Linked DNA regions of Hordeum vulgare: region 1 is linked to region 2. The links are chromatin contacts, called in public HiChIP or PLAC-seq maps. All regions are on one chromosome and are shown on one strand. Each heading gives the region's core, a stretch centred on a gene start, on an enhancer-like site or on the middle of the called end of the contact. The rest is flanking DNA. Distances are from core to core; before and after follow the strand shown.

What was found. HiChIP or PLAC-seq counts read pairs in DNA pulled down with a chosen protein or histone mark.
Region 1: an H3K4me3 HiChIP or PLAC-seq map of embryo shows a contact between it and region 2, with 6 times the contacts expected there. The contact joins the promoter of LOC123409843 here to the promoter of LOC123408977 in region 2. A contact is called at or near these places in 5 of 6 Hi-C or Micro-C datasets (leaf and seedling) and 1 of 1 datasets of contacts at active chromatin or transcription factors (embryo).

The regions. Positions count from the first base shown.
Region 1 is chr7H:575,689,416-575,694,021 of MorexV3_pseudomolecules_assembly, reverse strand. It overlaps LOC123409843 (probable calcium-binding protein CML29), which reads right to left and starts at 3,027. Exons shown (of 1, transcript XM_045102714.1): 1 at 2,102-3,027. The coding sequence starts at 2,804. The coding sequence ends at 2,298.
Region 2 is chr7H:575,536,822-575,541,438 of MorexV3_pseudomolecules_assembly, reverse strand. LOC123408977 (tyrosine-sulfated glycopeptide receptor 1-like) reads left to right here and starts at 3,259. Exons shown (of 1, transcript XM_045101991.1): 1 at 3,259-4,617. The coding sequence starts at 3,767.

The DNA.
Region 1 (4,606 bases), core at 1,778-4,277, 150 kb before region 2:
AGTACCACGGAGATACCAACGCTACTGCTCCAAGTTAGCTGTAGCGTCGTACTAGTAGCGCTGGTGCCCGCGCTACTGCTAGCCCGAAAACCAGCGTTACTAGTAGGCTTTCTCCTACTAGTGAGAAGTTTGAGTAACACAAGCTTCATGAGAAGATCCATACCTTAAGGATATTAACAAAGTTACAATGATATTAACCAAGAGATGGATGGATGGACGATGGAGGAGATTACCATGAGGACGACTATGATGATGTGGCGTCATGGCATGGCGGGGCAAGGCCCGCGCTACCACACTTAGGGTACAGTCAATATGACGATGATGCTTCGATACTCTGGCGCTCCGCCACCGCTCGAGGTCTGCCGCTTGGTCCACGCTCTAGGTCCGTCGCTCCACATCCAACGCCTCCATCGCTCACATACAACACTGACACGCATAGATCCAGCGTCCCCACACACTTCTATCGCATAGAAGCTCATCACTGGCGCAAAAAAATCGATCTTTTCACCATCGGACTCACTGGTACATACGGTGGTGGGGAGAAAATGGATGGTGGAAGGGGTCAACGACGTCGAGAGGGTGAGGCAGAGGGGAGGCCGACATCGAGGAGAAGTGGCACACGGGAGGTTAGCGATGGGGCCGCGGGCCACCGATGAGCGAAGCTAGGAGTGGAACTGAAGAGAGTGCGCTGGAGAGCGAGTGGTGCAAGTGAGCAAGCAATGATGTGGGAGGGCAAATTGGAAAAGTGAAAAAAAATTGTAACATGGTGGAAATTACACTACCATCGCTAAAACGGCCTACATTTGAAAATAGAGGGAGTAGTAGAGAGTAAATGCAGCCCCCTTTAAGCTTGTCAAAACCATCTCAGTGAGCTGAGGTGGGACTAAATTTTAGAATTTGTACCGGCAATGTGAAACACTAATGGACTTCACTAGGGAGCAGCGCTAGACATTAGTTTTCCCATGTGACGGCTTTCTTCCATCAATTCTTTACATGCATGCAATATTACACGAGCATGACATCAGTAAATGTTCTTTTTATTTTGCATTTAAAAAGATTTATCTTTCAAGCCGTTATCTTAATTAATGATCTGCTTTCATCATTGATTTTTTTGCGACAAGATCTTTAAAAATAGATCCCATGTCGCTATGTTTCGATAACTTTTATTTTCGTCGGTACTTGTCAGATTACTATCTCTTACTTGTCGTATTATTTGTCACATAGTTCTCACACTAAATCAACTTGATTATGAGGCTTATGAATGTTGATATACTCCATTAAAAAACTTGATTCATTGTACTTGTGCGTTCATGCGTTTACTTGCTTATTGTTAGTTCTCTAATACCCACTTTTTAGCTTCACATAACATTGCAATGCTTAACAAGTATAAAATTATTGCCCCCATAACTATGTATAATTTTTGTGACAATTATAGACCCATAAGATAACAACTATGATGACATAAATGTGACAACTAGAAACGACGAAAAAAAATCAATGAAACATGTCAACATGAGATCTTATTTTGAAGGTCTCGTCGAGACGAACCTAACAGTAAAGACGGATCTCCGATCAAATTATTAATCTGTAAGATAAATCATTTTTAAAATTTAAGAAAGCATTTAATGCAATGATGTAAGCTTCAGGTAAAAGATTGTTGCATGTGCATGAGGCTATGCGAGCCGTTGCATGCAAAAGTTATGGTGGGGCGCTTTTCTTTAAATTTTCCCAACACTAATAGAAATAGGCCGAATGAATTTGCTTCTTGAATACTGGGCCGTTTCGGCTGGCTCGTCTAGCCCAACACACGTTGTATATCAAAACAAATCATACGCAACAAACTTTTCTGACCCGAGGAAAACCCTTTGGTTTGTACTCTTCCTATTTCTATATAGGTAGAACTCGTTGGTTTGTACTTTGTAGGAATGGATTTCTATTCCTACATAAGATTGATTTTTATTCTTTACATTTCATAAGAAAAAATGTATTAGCTCAGATCTATGGAAAAAATTCCTATCGTATGAACCAAATGACATATCTTTTTTTTTCTATAAGATCGAAAATACAATTTGACTAGTGGGAGCACGTGCTCGTATACTCATTGCAAGACATCAGAAACTCTCATGTATCCATCCTTTTATGGTACTCCAGCCCGGTGCAGAAACAGTGCCCACAACTCTCCGAACGTGCTTATATGCTTATTAATCGATAATCATTACTGTACATCGCAGTAGGCAGTGCACAACTTCATGTTTATGCACGCGCTCTAGCTGGCTCAGTACGTACGCAGCTCGACCCTAGAGCAGGTCAGCCATGAGCTTGAACTCCTCGACGCTGATGGCGCCGTCGCCGTCCCCGTCCATGCACGCGATGATCTCCGCGCAGTCCTCGGCGCTGGCGGTGCCCATGAGCCCCAGCACCCTGGCGAGCTCGTCGGCGCCCAGCGCGCCGTCGGGCCCCGCGAAGGACTCCAGCGCCGGGACGGCGGCCTGCAGCAGCTCGCCGAGCGCGCCCAGGCCGAGCTCGCCGGCGTTCATCACGTCCAGGAACTCCTCCACGCAGAGCCGGCCGTCACGGTCGGCGTCGGCGCGCGCCAGCATGTCCCGCGCCTCCGCCTCCGACTTGTCGAGGCCCAGGGAGGCCAGGAGGCCCCGGAGCTCGGGGGCAGTGACGAGGCCGTCGTTGTCGGAGTCGAACGCCTGGAAAGCCTCCACGAGCCTGCTGATGTAGCTCAGCGCCTCGAAGTCCACCGTCAGCGGCTGCGGCTGCTGCTGCGCCGACGGCCGGCGGCCAGGCGTCGCCATCGCGTTGGCGAGAGCGAACTAGACCGTGAGAGACTGCTCTTGGTTGGAGCTCGGTTCGCTTGCATGGACGGCCTTAAGAAGGCGAGGACGAGTGCAGCCGAATCTGAATCTCGGCCGCTTTGTGTCGACATGGAATGGAACACTAGTGGAGGCGCATCTTGTTCTCGGCGTTGGCAATGGCAGCAGGATAAGGCTTCTGGATTCTGGTGTGATAGCGTGGACGACGATGGGTTCTAGGTGGAGTGGAGCTGGACTAGTTCGCGTTTCATTTTGGATGACCACAAACTTCTGAAAATCCCCCGAAGAATGTGTATTTGAACTTTAGGGTCTCCACACCGTGCCACCGGGCCAATTGACTAACCATTGACCCATGTGCTTGTGTTAGCATCTCTAAAAGACCCCGTAAAAAAGAATACAAAATGGATTCACAGGTCGCTACGGAGCGATTTTGCGGCACCATTTCATGCGTCAAAGATTAGATCCCGTATATAACACTGTAAAATTTGAAAAAAAAAATGTTGGCCCGAAGCAACTACTACATCATTCATCGAACTATAGCACGGTTCTTGCAAAAACTACATCAGTTCTTCATCAAACTACATTAGTTCTTCATACTACTACTAGGTAAGGGGACCTGCGGGCCGTGCAGCGTACCCAACTCAATGCTACCAGAACGACGGGTGCGGCGGCGACAACGCGGCGGAGGAGACGAAGGAGCTTACTCCTCGTCGGAGTTGGAGTCGAGGTCGATCCAGATCTTGTCCTACTCTGCCTTCAGGACGCGCAGGTCCGTCTCCTTCGACGCGCTCGCCTGCGACGCCGTGACCCCTTGCTCGAGCAAGGTCTGCTCGATCTCGAGCTCGCGTCGGTTGTGCGTGGCGTCCTCCGCCGCCTCCCTCACCGAGCGCTCCATGTTGGCGTGCATGAGGTGATCCTCTTGCCTCGGGGAAAGATAATCCTCGAGGCTGATGACCCCTCTACGCAGTTCGCCGGCGTCGTCCTCGAGCTTGACGGTGAGCGGTCCGAGCTCCTCCGCCCTTCTCTTCACCGGAGTGATGGTCCGCGAGGACGAGGCGCCGAAGGAGCCGATGCATCGAGTAGCGAGCTCGTGCTCGTACTCCTCGAGCTCCCGGCATTCGAAAGCCGGAGGCGGCCGGAGGTCATACTTCAGCCACCTCTGTGATCCCCACTTGCGTGCGGCGTCGGAGACGCGGCGGCGACGGCGCTCGGCATCATCCCCTCCATTTCTGTGGCCGTCCAGGGTCGGGACAGTCCGCTGGTGGTTTTTTTGTCTCGTCGGCGGCGAGAAATTAGGGTGGAGTGGGAGTTGAATCGCGGCGGAGGATAGGGTTCGATCCGTAAACGCGATGTAAAACCGCATATATGCCAGTTCGAGGGGTCTTTTTGCGGGACGCGGTTAAACTTTTACAGCCCGGATGCGCGATACGGGGTCTGTTCTGGCCATTAAAACGGATCGAACCCATATACTCGCCGAAATTTTATAGGTTTGATCCTTTTACGGGGTGTGCTAGAGATGCTCTTAGGACCCCGTACGTGTGAAAAGAAAGTGTATTTGTATTTGATCGTTGACGCATGAACCAGGTAGCCAATGACTTTTAGACAACAATTCAAGAATGGGTCCAAATTGAATTTGAATAATTGTTCGTTAGTTTGAAACATGGATTAGGAAAAAAATCAACAAGTCAAAGATAATAATGTGTACAAATTCCAGAAAAGTTGTCAATATGAAATATGTTCACGAACTCGAAAAATTTCATGGCGTAAAAAATCACGAAATTTGA
Region 2 (4,617 bases), core at 2,010-4,509:
CTAGACGGACAAATTATTATGGTACGTTAAGAAAAATTAGATTGAATTATGAAAATATTTGCAGAGAGAAATAAGTTTTTCTTGGTCAACTGAGTCATACTCTCTCCGTTCCATAATATAAGATGCTATTACAACCAGTACTGGAACGGAGGGAGTACGTTTTCCTACCAAATCATAAACAAACTTGTGAAGCAACAATATGAATTTTTCTCTTGCATTATATGTACAAATTGTTAACATTTTTCTAGAAACGGAGAAAGAAGTTGTAAAGTCGACTAAGAAATAACATTTTTTCTCGGCGAACTAGGATGTACAGAAATCCATGGAATAAAGGTGAATTATGGGTGTCGATCAACGGGACACCTTCTTAGCCATCTAATCCACTTATGGGGCTAAATGAGAAGTGCCACCATAATATCATAAAACTAAAGGTTCGGTGACACAATTTCTAGGTCATTGCACATATGCGATATTCTAAAATTCATGCAACATAAGAAATCAACCCATGAAGCATTTATAACAAAACATGTAACATGAAAAATACATTTAATAAAATCAAAACACATACACAACATGCACATACCATTTGAAATGGAAAATACCAAGTAGAGCAACATAACAAAGCGTGTATGCAACAATAATAGTTCAGGCATAACACATCAAGGAAAAGCTCGGCATACTTGTCTAAGGCACACGAGTAAGATGTGTAGTTAAAACAATTATGCATACCGCTTATACGACTAAACTAGGGGATAGGGAAAAAGAACCCGAGCTCGTTATATTAAGAAAAATATATATCAAACAGTAAAAAAAGTATATGTAAAAGAGAGCAAGAAATATTGGTCATGAAGGCACTCACAGAGGCAATGTGCTTGAGTGGAGAATCATTTTCCTTAAATAAAATGTTCTTTCTAGGATCACGTACCAAACCAAAGTTCTTACCACTATGGAAACTAAATCCGAGTAAGATCTGCTACTGCCCCCCCCCCCCCCCCCCCGCCCCTTCTTTCTCTATCTGACCTAAAGAAAATCGAGTAAGATAAATTTAATTTATTTATTATGCATGCTGCTTATATAACTACGCCATAAGAAAATAAATCCTAGTTGCTTATGAGAAGAAAGATCCTTATGCCTCTGTGAACAGGACGATAACAGACATTCAAACGCCCAGAAAGGCAATGCGCTAGAGTGGGGAGGATAATTTTCCTTAAACCAAATATACTTTGTAGGATCATGTATCAAACCAAGTGCATCTATAGTTAAATTGCTTTGCTTATTGCTTATATGACTAAACCAGGGAAAGATAATTTGAGTTGGTTATCAAAAGATTCATATTCTCAGTGACATATTTTTTACTCTTTGATATCTCATGTCCATATGTCCAAATTTTCGGAAATATTTACATACTGGCAGACAGCAACAACAAGTAGGGTAGGTAAGTTTGCAACTAGAGTTGCCGAGTGAAAGTATGAATTCCCTGCACACAAAAAAAGTGGAGGCCTTAGTTGCATCGTTTGAACCGTGGAAAGTGGAAGCCTGTTTTGTTCATTATGTTAAATTATTATAATCTGGTATGTTGATTTGAAGTTATAGTTGATATGTTGTTCATTGTTATGTGTGTGATGATCTTGCAAAGTTAATTTCTATTCAAAGTTCATATTTTGTTCGATACATATGCAATTGTGCACAATAAATAAGTGGTGTTGCTGCACTATTTTTCAACAGCTATTAAAGCAGTCGTGCTCTATTTCATACCCCATTTTACAGCAGCCGTTGAAGACAATCACTTTTCATGCCCACAAAAGCATTTCCTGTGCCCTATATTTACTCCAAGCAATTTTAGAACAGTTACCGGAGATGCTTTGATTATTATTACTTATTTATTTTGCGAGGGAGGAGATGCTTTGAGTTGCATAGGTTGATTAAGGCATGACCAACATTTTCCCCTTAGACAGAGACGGCCACACGCGGCATCCGTGATAAATCAGTGGCGACGGGCAAGATAACATCTCAGATCGAATCCAGTAGAGCTTACTAATGGAGAGCCACGCCGCCACCATCATCATGTAAAAAATTGTTACTAGATTAAAAACCTAGCGCACTTGCAGATAGTGGATGGACGGCATCTTCTCCCCGCAAAAAGAAGAAGATGATACCCCGTGGATTACATTTAGTAGTTTGATCCACATCTCTACGTGGATCCATCGCCGTAGAGACTGGGACGGGCGACAGCACATGCATTGCCGCTGAGAACCCCATGGCCGCAAGCTTCCGGCGACTTTTTCTTGTCGTGATCCATGCATAGGTCAGTAGTAGTACTAGAAGATAGAAGAGGTGGTCTCTAGGTCATACTCGCGGTAGGTCCAAAGGAGGAAAACAAACCGGAGAGAAAAAGCCTCCGGCATACGTACACATCACCCCTCTCCCTCTCCAACGGAGCTCCAAAAAGTAAACGCCTCGATCGGGCAGGGTCAAGAACGGGGTACCCACCCACCCACCCACCCACCCCCCAAAGACATCACCCCCGCCGTATTCCGATGAACAGACAGCAAGGAGAAGATGTTGGAGTTATACGGCATACAGAAGAAGCAACATGATCTGCAAAAGAAGATCACGAGGTACATGAACGCAAAGACGGCCCCAGAATCCGCGAACAAGTGCGCGCCTGGCACCAAATCTCGCCATTATTCGCCTTTGAGCTGAGCCTCCCACTTTGCTCCTCAATCAAACCAAGCACCCATACGCATCAACGACGACGACGACGTTAATCATTGATTGCTTTATGTTATCATCAGAGTATGCGCGCTCCATCCCAAAGATAAGCTCCAAGTGCTCTCCCCATGTACCTACCACTACTACTGCGGGGAAAAGGAAGATCGAGAAGAAGCGCCTTGCAGACGCTGGAATCTTGAGCATCGGTTCCTTTCATGCGTCGACGACGGCGACGCCCGCCTTTCTTTCTTTCCCTGTTCGATGATAACGAATGAATCACCGGAGCCGCCTGCTCGCCGAACAGGCGACACGCGTAAGGGGCAGAATTTTTTTGAAACGAACAGACGAAAAAAATACTCCTTTTCCAGTAAATAATTTTCTCATTCCGGTGAGAACTTATCAACGGCTGTCAAGTCAATGGCCGTCGATTTTCGCCGGCGACATGCAAATACCGAGCAGGATTGACATCTACGCCACCGTAAGTTGTTGATAGTTGTAGTTAATTAGGGTCGTACCATCGGACCAGAAAGATACAGTATTAGATATGCAATAGATAGATATAACAGACAGATATACGTAGCTGGTGGATTATTATACGGGCACGGCGCAGTATTCAACACCAGCTTCCAAAGCCGGGTGACGAGACCCTAGACAAGGATATGCAACAGCTAAAATGTAGTGGTAGTATTGCATAGGGAAGTTGGACTTTTGCATACCAGAACCGGAGGCTGGCCGCTGGCTCAAGCAACAAGGTCAAACATGAGGAACGGGGCCCGCGCGCGCGGGCGGGGGCATTCCTTTCTTTTTTCCTCCTCCATGGACTGGAAAACACGCTAGCGGCAAACGTGCAAAAAGAGCTGATTAGGATGTGCGTGTATGCGTCCACATAGCGCCTCACCTTAGCCATTTTCCTCGAGGGAACAGCGGGGCAGCTTCTTCCTCCTCCATGCTCCTCTGCGCCACGAACCCATCGCCCATGGTGGCCGCCTAGGCAACCAGGGTCCAAGTAGAGCAAAGCAGCCCCTGCGGCACCCGAGTTTCATGAGAGGGAACCATGCAGCCGCTCAGTTCATCATGCCGTAGCAGCAGATACACCACCAGATCATCCGTGCCGTTCGCTGGTTTTGTGGCTGCGGCTCTTCTGCTCTCCTTCGCCTCCCCGGCCAGCTCCTGCACGGAGCAGGAGAGGGGCGCCCTCCTCGGCTTCCTGGGCAGGCTCGTGCCGGGCGGCAGCGGCGGTCTCAACGCGTCGTGGGTGAACGGCACGGACTGCTGCCAATGGGATGGCGTCCTCTGCAGCGGCGACGGCACGGTCACGGACGTCTTGGTGGCTTCCAGAGGTCTCAGAGGGGTCATCTGGCCATCCCTCGGCGATCTTGCTGGCCTCAAGCGTCTCAACCTGTCCCATAATTGGCTTGAAGGCAGCCTACCGACGGAATTGGTGTTCTCCAGAAGCATTATTGTCCTCGACGTCAGCTTCAACCGCCTCAATGGTCATCTGCAGGAGTTGCAATCCTCAGATACTGGCCTTCCTCTCCAGGTGCTCAATATCTCAAGCAACTTATTTCATGGACAGTTTCCATCAACAACATGGGGGGCCATGAAGAATCTGGTTGCTCTTAATGCGAGCAACAACACCTTCACAGGACAAATACCATCTTCTATCTGCACCAATTCCCCCTTATTTGACATGCTTGACCTTTGTTTCAACCAGTTCAGTGGCAGTATTCCCCCGGGGCTTGGCAGTTGCACCATGCTGAAAGTGCTCAAGGTTGGACACAATAGCCTCACCGGAGCTCTCCCCGCTGAACTCTTCAATGCTACCTCACTGGAGCAGCTCTCCTTACCCAACAATTTCTTGCAAGGAGTTCTTGATGGCTCCCACATAGCAAAACTAAGCAGTCT